Linked DNA regions of Mus musculus: all the other regions are linked to region 3. A link is a contact called in public Hi-C and promoter capture Hi-C data. All regions are on one chromosome and are shown on one strand. Each heading gives the region's core, a stretch centred on a gene start, on an enhancer-like site or on the middle of the called end of the contact. The rest is flanking DNA. Distances are from core to core; before and after follow the strand shown. Region 1 holds the start of Ehd2 (EH-domain containing 2). Region 2 has its middle 6.0 kb from the start of Gm32059. Region 3 holds the start of Arhgap35 (Rho GTPase activating protein 35). Region 4 holds the start of Zfp541 (zinc finger protein 541).

The links. Promoter capture Hi-C pulls out the DNA fragments that hold promoters and counts their contacts. Hi-C and Micro-C count contacts between places; a contact is called where the count stands out from the background.
Region 1: a contact with region 3 is called in a promoter capture Hi-C map of pre-B cells, with 2.8 times the contacts expected there. The contact joins the promoter of Ehd2 here to the promoter of Arhgap35 in region 3. A contact is called at or near these places in 3 of 39 promoter capture datasets (hippocampal neurons, liver and pre-B cells), 1 of 484 Hi-C or Micro-C datasets (embryonic stem cells), 1 of 115 datasets of contacts at active chromatin or transcription factors (pancreatic cancer cells) and 1 of 9 other capture datasets (adipose tissue).
Region 2: a contact with region 3 is called in a Hi-C map of uterus, with 1.9 times the contacts expected there. The contact joins the enhancer-like site here to the promoter of Arhgap35 in region 3. A contact is called at or near these places in 7 of 484 Hi-C or Micro-C datasets (CD4 T cells, the N1E-115 cell line, cardiomyocytes and 4 more) and 4 of 115 datasets of contacts at active chromatin or transcription factors (effector CD8 T cells, embryonic stem cells, memory CD8 T cells and 1 more).
Region 4: a promoter capture Hi-C map of pre-B cells shows a contact between it and region 3, with 2.2 times the contacts expected there. The contact joins the promoter of Zfp541 here to the promoter of Arhgap35 in region 3. A contact is called at or near these places in 2 of 39 promoter capture datasets (cranial neural crest and pre-B cells), 4 of 484 Hi-C or Micro-C datasets (the N1E-115 cell line, cardiomyocytes, embryonic stem cells and 1 more) and 2 of 115 datasets of contacts at active chromatin or transcription factors (effector CD8 T cells and embryonic stem cells).

The regions. Positions count from the first base shown.
Region 1 is chr7:15,965,592-15,969,064 of GRCm38.p6, forward strand. Ehd2 (EH-domain containing 2) reads right to left here and starts at 1,944. Exons shown (of 6, transcript NM_153068.3): 1 at 1,829-1,944.
Region 2 is chr7:16,050,585-16,053,871 of GRCm38.p6, forward strand. No RefSeq gene overlaps it. Among named protein-coding and RNA genes, the nearest start is that of Gm32059, 6.0 kb to the left of the region's middle. Within about 2 kb of position 1,482, at least 341 of the 459 cell types and tissues checked have an H3K27ac peak or open chromatin away from gene starts, as enhancers often do. A contact at or near this core is called in the N1E-115 cell line, effector CD8 T cells, embryonic stem cells and 5 more, where this site is marked.
Region 3 is chr7:16,613,575-16,617,126 of GRCm38.p6, forward strand. It overlaps Arhgap35 (Rho GTPase activating protein 35), which reads right to left and starts at 1,419. Exons shown (of 7, transcript NM_172739.4): 1 at 898-1,419. It overlaps Gm29443 (predicted gene 29443), which reads left to right and starts at 250. Exons shown (of 3, transcript NR_136928.1): 1 at 250-378.
Region 4 is chr7:16,070,011-16,073,457 of GRCm38.p6, forward strand. It overlaps Zfp541 (zinc finger protein 541), which reads left to right and starts at 1,835. Exons shown (of 16, transcript NM_001099277.2): 1 at 1,835-2,238. The coding sequence starts at 1,932.

The DNA.
Region 1 (3,473 bases), core at 694-3,193, 650 kb before region 3:
CGGCGGTCTTTTCTTTTTGATATCATGTCTTGTGTATTTCATGATGCACTTGAACAGAGGATAATCTTGACCTTCTGGTCTTCTTGTCTCTACCTCCCTAGCTCTGAGCTTACAGATGTGCACTGGCATGCTGACTTTTATCCTGAGTTGGGGGCTAGAACCTCAGGCTTCAAGCAGGCTAGGCAAGCACTCTACAAACCCAGCTATTCCTCAACCTTACCCACACTGTTTCACGGAGGAAACTGAGCCTCAGGAAGGCATCAGTAGCTTGCACGGGTTCATCGAGCTGGAAAGCACTCCAGCTGGGCTCCCATGTTAGGCCTCAAAGCTTAGGGGGAAAGTTGTCACCAACCTTGCAGTAGTGAGCACCCCTAAAGCCAGACCGTGCTCTCTGTAGTGCCTCAATGCCTTCACGAGCCTGTGGTGTCTGGGTTGATGCATCTCCTGGCTGTCAGTAATAGTCTCTCCCCTTGCTCCATAGGTAGACGCTTATTTTAGTGACTTTGAAGAGCCAGCTTTTGGTCAGATTGGAGTCTCTAACTGTCATTCCTCACAGAAAGAATGGAGGGCTCCTTAGAAGAGCAGCTGTCCCAGAGCTGTGGCTGTGGCTGTGGCTGTGGCTGTGGCTGTGGCTGTGGCTGTGGCTGTGGCTGTGGCTGTGGCTGTGGCTGGGGCTGTGGCTGTGGCTGTGGCTGTGGCTGTGGCTGGGGCTGGGGCTGGGGCTGGGGCTGGGCCTGGGGCTTGGAGGTTAGGAAGGAACAAGCCAGTCTGAGTCAGCTCAAAGGCCACCCAGCACTCAGCCTGAAATGGCTCTCCTTAGCCAAAGATGAGACAATTTTTCCTTTTTTTTTTCTTTTATTAAAAATATTTTATGTGTCTTTATGTATGCCTGTGTTCCATGTTCATGGCCCCTTGGGGGCCAGAAAAGAATTTTGGATTCCCCTGGACTGAAGTAACAGATGGTTTTGAGCTACCATGTAGGGCAGAGTGCATATCTGTAATCTCAGCACTAGGCAGGCAGACACAAGATTAGAAGTTCGGGACCATCCTCTACCTCTACCTCTGGAAGAGCAGCCAGTTCTGACTCTCAGTGAACTCTCCACCACCAGCTTCCTCTCCGACATCCCCGCCCCCTACATTCTCACTATGTAGCTCTGACTGACCTGGACCTATGTAGCCCAGGTTAGCCTTAGACTGAGATCTGCCTGCCTCTGCTTTCTACATCTTGGGGTTCAAGGAGTGTGCCACCATATCTGACTCAAAGATGGGACAATTTAAATATCAAAACAAACAAACAAAACCCCAAACGTTGCAAATCAAAATATAAAATCATTGTGACTTAAAGGAAAAGGGAAGAGTGGAAAGAAAATGGATTGGAGGGGTGGGAGAAATAACGGACGGAAGAACCTGTGACATAGATGAAGAGAGGGAACCCTGGAAATGTCCCAGGCAGGGAGGCAGCTGAGGGGCATCTCAAAAAGGGGTGGCTGAAGAGTCTATGCACTTCGAGAGGCAAGAGAAGGCTCTTGGGTGGCAAGACGGACCAAGGGGAGCAGAGATGGGTGTGGAGGGTAGAAGGCCACTTCAAAGGGGGAGTCTTCAAAGATGAAGGCTGGGTAGGGACTGGGAGAACTGGGGGAGGGGGAGGGGGAGGGGGCTATACGGAGTACTAAAGAGAGGCTGGGGAGATCTGAGGAGGTTGAGGGAAGATTTGAGGAGGGGTGGGGGTAGTCCTGGAGTGTGGGAATTGGGAGCGACTGGGACGGAGAGTGCACAGACTGTTACAGAGGGGAGCGAGGGTGAGAGGTGGGATTTGGGGAGCACTCACCAGGGATCTGGGGAGCGCAGAGCAAGCAGCCCGAGCTCTGTCCTGTCCGCAGTGGAGTGAGACGGGTGGGGCCGCGTGCGCTAGGAGCGGCGAGCAGGGCGGGCCCCAGGCCCCCTGTCCTAGCCCGCGCCAGCCTCGGGCGCCCCCTGGCGGGCACTGTGAAAACGCGCACAGGTTCGAGCGTGCACTCCTTAGTTCAGTGTGAGCCCCATCCTCCAGCTTTTGGCTCCCTCTCTTAGCAAATAAGTTGACAGAGGCTGCAGCAGGCCTACCAATAATTTGTCTGATCATAGTGGTGCATGCAAGTTTGAAGCCAGCTGGACCGCGTGGGGGGGGGGGCGGGGATCCTGTCTCAAAAATAACTGTAACAACAGTAATTTTAAAATCTTAAGTACAAGACGGAAGAGTTAGATGGTCAGCATTTAAGAATACTGACTGAGCCGGGCGTGGTGGCACACACCTTTAATCCTAGCACTTGGGAGGCAGAGGCAGGCGGATTTCTGAGTTCTGAGGTCAGCCTGGTCTACAAAGTGAGTTCCAGGACAGCAGAGCTATACAGAGCAGAGCTATACAGAGAAACCCTGTCTCGAAAAACAAAAGCTAAAACAAAAAAACCTCCACCCCCCCCCCAAAAAAAGAATACTGACTGCTCTTCCAGAGGACTTGGATTCAATTCCCAGCACCCACATTACAACTCACATTACAACACATATTACAACAGCTCACAACTGTCTGTAACTTCAAGATCTGACACCCTCACACACACATGTGCAAAGCAGGCAAAACACCAACACATATAAATAAAAGTAAATTATTAAAATGTAAGTGCACAGGCCCAATGTGGTGGCACAAGCCTTTCATCCCAGCATTTGGGAGGCAGAGGCAGGTGAATCTCTATGAGTTTAAAGCCAGCCTGATCTTCATAGCAAATTCCAGACCAGCCAAAGCTACGTAGTAGAGACGCTGTGTATCTACTATAAAAACAACCAACCAACCACCACCAACACCACCGCCACCAACAAAAACACAAGGGGGAGAAACCTCAAGGCCATGGGGCTAGGGATGTGGCTTAGTTGGTACAGTGCCCATCTAGGATACATGAAGCCCTGAGTTCTATCGCCAGCACAGAATATGCCCAGCACGGTGGTGCAGGCATACACTCTCAGCATCAGTTCATAGACACAGCACACGGGGTGGTAGTTTGAATAAAAATGGCCTCCGTAGGCTCATAGGGACTGGCATTATTAGGAGCTGTGTTTTTGTTGGAGTAGGTATAGTCTTTTTGGAGGACGTGTGTAGGGGGTAGAGGGGGGACATCGAAGTGTCAAATAATCAAGCCAGGCCCAGTCTCTCTCTCCCTGCTGCCTGCCAACCTAGATGTACAACTTACCTCTTCAGCACCATGTCTGCCTACATACCTCCACGTTTCCTGTCATGATGATAACAGATTGAACCTCTGAAACTGTAAGCCAGCCCCAATTAAACGCTTTCCTTTATAAGAGTTGTCGTGGTCATGGTGTCTCTTCATAGCAATAGACACCCTAACTATGACACATGCCTTACTTTATTTTGGCATTCTAAAATAGAGTCTGGACACTAAGTAGCCCAAATTACCCTCACGATTCTCCTGCCTCAGCCCCCCACA
Region 2 (3,287 bases), core at 232-2,731, 560 kb before region 3:
CTTCTGATGTCCAGCAAGTTCAAAGCCTGGGCTACACAAGACCTTGCCTCAAAAACAAAGGTTTGCTGGAAAGATACTATCTATGACGAATACCCCAGACCTCTTAGCTTAGGCGAGGGCTGTAAACACACGCTACTTGGAAGTCCTTGGCTGGGTGTGGAGGAGCCAAGACAAGCCAGCCCCCAAGCTGAGCAAGAGCTGGCACAGACCTGGGAGATCAAATGGCTATTTTCCCTGAGCATCCCTGAAAGCCCATCCAGGCTTCCAAGCTAGTGACAAGAGCCCAAGGTATTCAAAAAGCACTGTGGGGCTGGTGACACAGTTCAGTTGCTAGAGTTTATCCTAGGTCCACATACACTAGGCATAGTGGGCTGCACACCTATACCCCAACACTCTGAATGTATTCAGGAGCATCAAAAGTTTAGGATCAGCGCTTGGAGACATAGCTCTGCGGTTAAGACTTTGAATTACTCTTACAAGAAGACCCAGGGACTGTTCCCGGCATCCATGTCAGCTTACAACAGCCTTTAATTCCAATCCCAGAAGAGTGCATGGATACCCTCTTTTAGCCTCCTTAGGCACTGGAATTCAACGTGTATATATTCAAACAAGAATACCATAGTTCGAAATAAAAATCAATTTCCAAAAACAACAATAGTCAATCACATATCAAATCTAAGGCTCACTTGGGCTACACATGACCCAGCACATCTTTAGTTCTAGCACTTGGGAGGCAGATGAAGGTGGGTCTTTTTGAGTTCAAGGCCTGCCTGCATAATGAGACCCTTACTTGATGAAGAAATAATATTTTTTAAAGAGCTCAGATGGTGCCGGGCAGTGGTGGCGCACGCCTTTAATCCCAGCACTCGGTAGGCAGAGGCAGGCGGATTTGTGAGTTTGAGGCCAGCCTGGTCTACAAAGTGAGTTCCAGGACAGCCAGGGCCACACAGAGAAACCCTGTCTCGAAAAACCAAAAAATAAAAAATAAAAAAAGAGCTCAGATGGCTGCTGCTTCTTTCTTTCTTTCTTTCTTTCTTTCTTTCTTTCTTTCTTTCAAACCTCTTTTGCAGGTTAAACCCAGGGTCTCACACAGCAAGTCACCATCCCTAGCCTTCTTTTTCACTTCTTATATTGACAGGGTCTAAGTTGCTAAAGTTCAGGGCTTGAACTTGCTATCCTCCTGCCTCAGCTTCCTTAGCTGCAGTGATGACAGACCTGCACCACCAGGCTAGGCTGACAGTTTTAATTATGATAGTATAGTGGAAAAGAAAAGGTAGAAGCCCCGTGTTCTTGCTGTGGACAAGGCCAGATATTGGAGAACTGCCTTGCCCGAAGGGCCTGACATCATCTTGTCCTCTGAACCCTCCTCCAGCCTTTTTCCGCACATTTCTGCATATGCCTTAGCTCTTATCAGAGCCCTGAGCCTTTCAGAAACTCAGCTCACTACAGCCCAGCTCCTACCCTGGAGAACCTCGTCAGCGCCATCTGTCTACAGACGGTGTCAATAGCATCCGCTTAATAGCCTAGGTGGGCTTCAGTCTTGCTCTGTAGCCTAGGGCGGACCTGGAACTCTCCTGACCCCCCAGCCTCCACCTTCCGGGATTACAGCTTTAACCACCACGCCTGGATGGTGCTGTGAAAACCAGGGCTTCTTAGATAGTAGATTAAGTACCAACTGCACCACATCTCCAGTTCTATTTTTCAGTGTGTGTATGTTTCTCTCCTTCCAACACGTGGTTTCTGGAGATAAATTTCAGATCAAGTTTTGGTGGCAAGCGCCATTATTCACTGAGCCACCTCGTCAGCCCCTCTTCCACCTCCCCACCTCCGGATTTTAAATAAATGGCTTCCTCCACTGAAAGTAGAAACACTTCCCCGCGGCTCCTGTCAGGCAATGGAAGCTTCAAACTTTGCGCCCCAATTGTTTCATTATCCGAGAAACTGATGGCACACGATTGGTGCATTTTTTCTTTTGCATATAACACTTCAACAACCAAAGCCTGACTCCCGTCCTGAAACACTCCTGCCTTTCCAGGTTGCTTTAAATAAGGGTGAGAAGAGAAAGTTTTTACGAGACTTCCAAGGGCCCGGGTCTTGGTGGCCAGGAGGAGGAAGAGAAGGGGATTCCTTCGTAGTCTCTGTCCTCTAGCTATACCCTTCCACTGTGGCCATAAGGTACCCCTTCTGAGGACAGCCAAGACCGGAGCGCTGTAATCCGGCAGCAAAATCAGGCAGCGATTAGCCCAGCCCGGCCTGGGGTCCTCAGCACCGCAAGTGCGAGGGGCGGAGTCTGGCCTTTGATTGGCCGCATGTGGGGGCGTGGCCACAGCTCCGCCCCACCTCTACCCCCCACACACAAGATAAAATAGGCTTCGCGCCCTGGTGCTCGAAATTATTCGTGTAGTGGGTGTGGCTTATGTTTGTTTACACGCTTCTATTGGCTGCATTTGAATCGGCCCGAGCGGGTGGGCTTCGGAGGCGTGGCCTCGGAGGGCGGGGCCGGCGGCTGACAGCTCTTAGAGTACCGAAACGCTAATGAGGGGATTTTGGATCTGAAGAATCCTTTTGGGGTTTCTGTCAGCTTCCTTAATAAAGGCCAGTCAAGAAACTGAGGCGCACGTTTTTGTAAACATTCCTAAAACAAAATAAAACAAAAACCATGACTATGTTTTAAAAAGCAGATGCAACCTAGCTGGCCAACAATGAAAAACTCTGAAATCAGCTATGATCCTGGCCCACAGTGGGACAGGAAGTCACTGCAATAAACAAGGAAACCGCAAAGTGACACAACAGCTTTTGCAACCACTCAGGGAGAAGGGGAGTTCTGTAAATGCCAAAAGTATGGATGAAAATGGACACGAATCATTTGCTGATGAATTGCACAGAATAACTTACAAAATGGAAATGAATGGACAGGAGTTGGGTGGATCCTAGCTCATTTTGTAACTGTTTTTGTTTGTTTTAGCTTGGTTTGGTTTTTAGAGGCAGGGTTTCTCTGTGTGGCCTTGGCTATCCTGGAACTTATTCTGTAGTCTTCCCCAGTGCTGGAATCAAAAGTCTGGGTCGCCACTGCCCACTTCGTTCTGTAACTTTGTAAAGTTAGAAATTTGTAGCATCTACTCAAATAAATATGCTGTAAATTAAAATAAACAAAATACAAATTTAAGCCACACCTTACATATAAAGGTAGCACACACCTCTAATCCCAACAATCTGGAAGCAGAGGCAAGTAGATTTCTGTGAGTTCAAGGCTAGCCTGGTCTACCTAATGAGTTCCAAGACACTAA
Region 3 (3,552 bases), core at 169-2,668:
GGGTCTGAATGGCAAAATGGGAGCAAGCACTGAGAAGGGAAGGAAGCGAGCAAGGCGCATCAGAATCTGAGAACCGTAGGAGAAGGAGCTTAGGGACATCCTAGGAGGTGCAGAAGGTTCAGTGTTGCGACCCGGCAAAATATGGGGCAGTTGGGCCCAAATACAAGGAGGAATTATGTCCAAAGCCAAGACCGGGAGGGCAGTAGAGCAGTGCCTGTATCAACAGACCAATACGGATCTCCACGGAGGTGGAACCGCAGGTCCTAAAGGGACAGCTCCTGGGGATGCAAGATGTTCTACCGCAGGGATAATAACAGTAAATAGGCCAAAGAAGGAGAATGGGGATTTCCTCCCAAAAGTGATGCTAGCAGAAAACAGGTAAGGTAGAAGGGCCACGGATATTCAAAGTGAGCGTCAGAGGGGATACTGAGGGGTCAATGAGGAGGTAGACTGTCCCAGGAGCACAGCCGACTCCAGGAGGTGGCGAAGTAGGTATGACTGGGGGTCGGGGTGGGGGAGGAAGTGGGAAAGAAGACGGCTCAGAATTGGGAGTCGGGTATCTCGAGTGGAGGCTGAGAGACACCGAGATCCTTCACCGGGTTTGGTGGGGCGTGTGTGGAGGCAGACGCCGGGATTGCAGGGCTGCGGGGACACTAGCGAATAGGAAGGGCAAGGCGGGCCGCGCGGGCCGGGCCCGGGCATGCAGCGGCCGGGACGCGGGGACCGCGGGGCGCTGGGGGGGGCGCTCCCACCCCTCCCCCTCCGGCTCCTCCATTGTTCGCGGGCTCCGGGCCCCGCGGTCCCCGCCTTTCCCCCCACCCTTGGATCCCGCAGCGGGGCGGCGCCCGGCGCCTCGCCCGTCCCCACATTCCCCTCCGCCAGCTACGAGACACTTACCAGTCTCGGGGGCGCACTCAGCGCGGCCCCGGCCTCCGCGATCCCAGCCGCAGCGACGGCGGGCCCGGCGCCATGTTCCCCTAGCGACTCGTTCCTGAGGCGGCTGAGGCGGCGGTGGCGGCTCCGGCGGCGGGGGGCCGGGCGGACCCTCCCTCGCGGGCTCCCTCCTCCGCCTCCTCCACCTCCTCCTCCCGCCGCGCCGCGGCTCTCCCTCGGGGCGGGGGGCGGGGAGGGGAAGGGGGGAGGGGCGGGAACCAGGGGGAGGGCGGACCAGCCTCGCTCGCTCGCTCGTTCCCTCCCTCCCGCGCAATGGCGGCGGCGGCGGCGGCGGCGGCAGCGGCGTTGTCGCCTCCTTCCTGCGGCCGCCGCGGCCGTGCGCGTACTGGAGACCCTCTCGCAAGTGCGCGTGCGTTTCTGAGGGGCGAGAGATGCTGGGGCTGGGGTTGGGAAGTGGATAACGGCCCTGTGGGCCGAGCGCACCGCGAGGACCGTAGGCCGGGAGGACAGGCACGCGCGGACACCGAGGGCGCGAGTGCGCGTGCGCGCCTGAGGAAAACGCCGCTACCTCAGCGGCTGCGGCGCCAGATTTACACAGCGCGAGGACGGACACCCGCGAACTGGCACAGGAGGGCGCGGGGTGGGCTGAGTGCGCGTGCGCAGAGACGGCTGCAGCCTGCGAAGCCACCGAAGGGAGGGAGGAGCCCGCAAGGGGGGCGCGCACGGCGTCGCGCGTTCCAGGCTGCAGTACCCGCCGCCCCTCCCCACACCGCGCCGGCTCCAAGAGAAAGCCATCTCTGAGAGGCTTGGCCCGGCTCGTGAGGGCGGGGACTTAGGGCTCCATCCCGCTCGCGCGGGACCTCACTAACCAATGGAAGGCAGAGGGAGGTGGGTTCGCCTCCTGGAGCCGCAGCTTCGGGATAACGGAGGGGGTTGGGGGGACAGACGTAACGTGGGGTGGCGAGGCGGGGCTGTGAAGGAGGGAGCGTACCCAGCGAGTGAACCAATTGGGCGAGGGAAGGGGGCGTGGTCCTTCACAGCCCAACCCAGGCTCGCCGTTGGCCAGCCCAAAAGAGTGGGCGGGGACAGGGGGCACGTGCTCTTTCCCGGGCGCTGAAGAAAAACCTGTGGGCCAGGCGCGTTGATACAAGTTACTGGTGATTTCTCCCAGTGCTTGGTCTCGGGCAGAGGAAGGACAGGCCCTGCATTGCAGCCCTAGTCTCCCAAGTCAGCATCGGGCAAATGACAGCAAACCACATGTCACTTTGGGTGCTTGCAGGGGGAATGGTGATGTAAGAGGGCTCCCCTCTAACTCTGTATTCCTCTGGGAGCCCTCCGGAAGGATGGATTGTGAAAGACAGGCTTTCCCGGCGCCTCACAGAGTGTGGAATGCCTGAAGGAAGCACGTGTTTCCGATCCAGCCTTGCACTTCTTTCCAGGCTTTTCATCTGTAAAGTGGGATAACAATACTGAACTCCAAAGGGTCGCTTGGAGAATCGAATGAGGTATAATAGGCCCTATGGCCACGATTCATGGTGGGAATCCTCGAACTACTAGAACCCAGTAAAATATGGGCGATCTCCCTTATACATTAATATCTATAATAGCTGATGGATTACTCTTAGCAGAGGATTACCCACAACAATAGAAAAACGATGAATATATATTACGCTGTAATAAGAGAAATGTGGATGTGACCCTCCTAGCCACCGGTAACTGAAACATCAGAAAGCAACAGGGGAGTTAAGAGGGAACTACTGTGTCTCTAAATGAGGGTGGGGTGTAAAGGAGTGACCTACACGTATTGAGTACGCAGTAAGCATTGCTAAATAAAATTACATGGGCTCGACCAAATCCAGCAGCCAGAACTTCATGAAGTCAAAAAGGTCATGCTGTGGGTGATATTCCTGGAGTCTGCTTTAAGGTGGTTAAGGCAGCCAGTATGTATGTCTCTTTTGGCTCTCTACAAAGGCAAGAAGGAAAAATCAATATCATAAAATTTTACAGTGGAAACACAGTAATGAATTTTCATATTCTGAAAAAAAAGTTTACATGTGCTCAAATTTTAAAACACCCCAACAAATGAAGCCTCTCATTAAAGTTTGTTAGGAGGGCAGGTTCTTGTGGTGTGGGCTGAAGAGATCAACAGTTAAAAGTGGGTTCCTCTCCCATCTATAAAGATCATTACTTGGGGCTGAGGACAGAAGTCATTGGTAGAATGCTTGCATAAATACACAAGGCATTCGGTTCCATCCTAAGCACAGAGTGTCTGGAGTAAACTAAAGTTAATTTTGTTTTCTGTTTTTTGAGACAGGGTTTCTCTGTGTAGCCCTGGCTGTCCTGGAACTTGCTTTGTAGGCCAGGCTGGGCTTGAACTCAGAGAGATCTGCCTCTCCCTTCCAAGTGTTGGGATTAAAGGCATTTGCCACCATGCCTGGCTAAAGATAATTTCCATTAACATTTTTCTCACTAGCTATCCTGGCTGCCCTGGAATTTACTATGTAGCTTAGATTGGAATTGAATGTGTGACTGTGTCTGCCTCTGCTTCCTGAGTGTTGGAAAAGAATGATGTTGGAGTTGCACAAAAGAACACAAGAACAAAGCAAAAATAACTCAACCAGACAGTTTATCATTATTACTATTATTATTGGTTTGCAA
Region 4 (3,447 bases), core at 585-3,084, 540 kb before region 3:
GCAGTGCACCATCACCCCAGCTTTCTGTTTTGGCTTAAGGTTATCAGTTCCTGCCCCAGACTGCAGCAGCTGTCCTCTTGCAGCTCATCTCCATCCTGAGGAATTCCCAAATTAGATAAAATAAGGTCAAGACCTTTGCCATGGGCTTTCAGGGAACCAGGATAGGTCAGATGGGAGGCTGTGGTTCTTTAAGAACAAATTCTACTCTGTTCTTTCAGCATCAGGAACCCATACCAGACACATAGCTAACTCTTCATGACCACTGCTGAGCCAGGGAGTGGGATGGGCTAGGGTAAGTTAGAGCTCTGCTCCATCCAGCAGGTCATATTTTCCTGTAGAGGCCTGCTGGGCCCCTGAACCTTTCACCATTACTAAGAGTTTTAATAAAGATTTTTGTTTTGTTGGTTTTTCAAGACAGGGTTTCACTGTGTAGTCCTGGCTGTCCTAAAACTTACTTTTTAGACCAGGCTGGCCTCAACACACATAGATCCATCTGCTTCTGCCTCCCAAGTGCTGCAATTAAAGGCATGTTTCATCACCACATAATAAAGTTTTGTTGTTTTGTTTTGTGTTTCTGTGGTAAGATAGGTGAGAATTATTTGAATTCAATATGAATTTAGTATTTTCTTTCCCTTCCTTCCCTTTTCATTTCTCTCTCCTCTTACCTTTGCTTCCCCTCCCCATCTTTCTCCTCTCTTCATCCCTATCTTCCTTCCTCCCTCTTCTCTTTTCTTTTCTTCTCCTGCTTGTTTTTCCTAGGCCAGTCTTGAACTCCTGGATTCAAGGACTTGTCTCGCTCAACTTCTGGCATGCTAGAAGTATAGGTGGGCACCACTGCATATCCCCTTATCTTTTAATTTGTTTTAAGATCATTCATATATTCTTCTGAGTGAATTTTGATAATCTGTCTATTTCTAGAAATTTGCTCATTGATTTTTTTGTATCTGAGTTCAATGACTTAACACATTGGGTGTGTATTGTAGCCTATCTTCTGTGTGAGTGCACTGTCTAAACACAGTTCTTCATAGTACTTCCTTGTAATCTTTTTTATTTTTAGAATGTGGTTAGTAAAACTTCCTCTTTTATTCCTTTTTGGGGATCAGGGTGATAGGACTATTGAGACAGCATCTCATGAAACACAGGCTGGCCTCAAACTATCTATTTACCCAAGGATATCTTGCCTCCATATCCCAAATGTTGGGACTACAGGCATGCCTGGTTTATGTGATGCTGAGTGGAGCCTAGAAGTTTGAGTGTGCTAGGATAGGCATTTTACTAACTGAGCTACACCCCCAACCTAACTTCAACATTTACTCTATATTAAAACTCATTGTATTTACTTTTTTTTTTTTTTTTTTGTATGAGACTTTCCCAGTCCAGGCTCTTTTACACACACAGTAAGCCTCCCTTTGTGCAGTGGTATTTCATGTGTCTCCTGGCCACATGGAACAAGTGGACAAGCATCCCCAGGCTTAAACTTGGGCCTGGATGTCCCAGTGGACTGACTTGTGCCTGCACAGACTCTAACTTTGAGTTTCCTTGTTGCTGGCCTTGGGATTTTCCTTGCTTGTCTTTTCTGCCTAGACACACATTAAAGTCTATTTGATCTTTCTAATATTTATAACTGGAGGCAGAGGACTCTGCAGTCCACCATGTGTTATTCTTTTGTCTAGTTGACAGATGAGGAAATGGAGTTCATGGATCTTGCCCAAGGTCGTGCAGCAAGGTTAAATGGCTAAGAACAGACCCATCTCAGTGGCTCCATTTTCAAGTCTACATTCTGCCTACTACACCTACCACCTCTTGATTCTAATACGTCCTTGTTCATTTTCAGGAGCTAGCTGCCAGCGAGGGCTCTTCCCTTCCTGACTCTGGACACGGCTTTGCTTGTCTGGAGACGGGCTCTAGCCAGGACCTGGCAGTGGAAAGCCATGGAGCCATACAGTCTTGGGGAAGAGGGAGCACTTCCATCAGAAGGGCACCTCCCATCCTTCTCTGAAAGTCAAGTGCTCAACTGCAGTGACACACTCAACCGGGACCTGGGCCCCAGCACACGGGACCTGCTCTACGCTGGCTTAAGCGGTTTGGACCTTGACCCCAGTCTCTCCACATCTGATATGCCCAGTGAAGTGCTAGAGGACAATCTGGACACCCTGTCCCTATACTCGGGGAAGGACAGTGACTCTGTGAAGCTGCTGGAAGAATATGCAGACTCTGAGTCACAGACCTCCTTACAAGGTGAGGCTGCTCATGGACTGAGCACCTACAGTTCCTGCAGGTAGCCAGGGACTGAATCCGCTGGCATTGGCTAGGAAAGGTCTCCTTAGCTGGGCATGATGATGCCTGCTCATAACTCCAGCATGTAGAATACAAACACAGGAGGAACACTGCAAATAGAGGCCAGCCAGAGCTACATAGTAAGACCCTGACTTCAACATGCTAATAAAGGGAAGGAAGGAAAGGAAAAACAAAACAAAAATCTCTTCTTGTAGAGGAGGCTTTTATCCTACTTTGGAATTGTCAGCTTGTGGGTTCTGGGTGTTAAATACAGGTCCTCAGGCTTCCGTAGCTTGTGCTTTTACCACCGAGCCATCCCACAGACTGGCATCCCCATCTTTGATCTGTGTGGAGGCAGACCATCAGGCTTGTAGGGGACGTTTATATTACTGCTGTATCTCAAGAGCATTTGTCCAGAGTAAGTGGGGATCCTGTCCATTCTGTCTTGTACTAGTCCAGCTTTTCCAGACCTCATGTCATGTAAAATAAGGGGACCCCAATCCTCACATGCCCACTGCTCTAGAACAATGGTGAGACATGAAAAGGAGAAGACTGCAAAAGCCTCCCATAGACCATAATGTACCAGACAGGTGCTTGATTAAATCCTGCTTTGTCTTTTTAAAAGAGGGAGGTCTTGCCATCTTTTCAGAACACTGAGGCTCCATCAGACCTCTTGCCTCAGTCTGTCCAGGAACCAGGACTATAGATTGTGCCATGCCCAGCTAGTTGTTTTTTACAACCAATATTGTCAGTAATACTTCATCTTAAATAGGGCCTTGATTCAGTTCCAAGGTTTTCTCTTCAACCATCGAAGAAAAGGAGAGAATTAGTGAAATAATTGAGCAGCTTGTGTGAGTGTCATTTTAGTTTGCTGTTGGTCTCCTGTGGAAGGGAGTTCTCTTGTTTAATTTTGGTTTGGTTCTGATCCTCTTTATTGGTTCCTGGAAAGTTGCTTCAATGGGTTGACTTGGGTAGAGGTCCAGGGAGTTTATAATCCCACTGTTTGAAGGGAAGTCCACATCTAAATGCCTGAAACTCAGTAATTGGGATTGTGTCTGAGGAAGTAGCAAGAACTTGCTACTGGGAAAGATTTCTGCAGGCCCCACTCCAAAGATTACCAAGCAGTGACCAGGCCTGTGTCTGTGTTGGAATGATGGCAGAGCAGGAAGT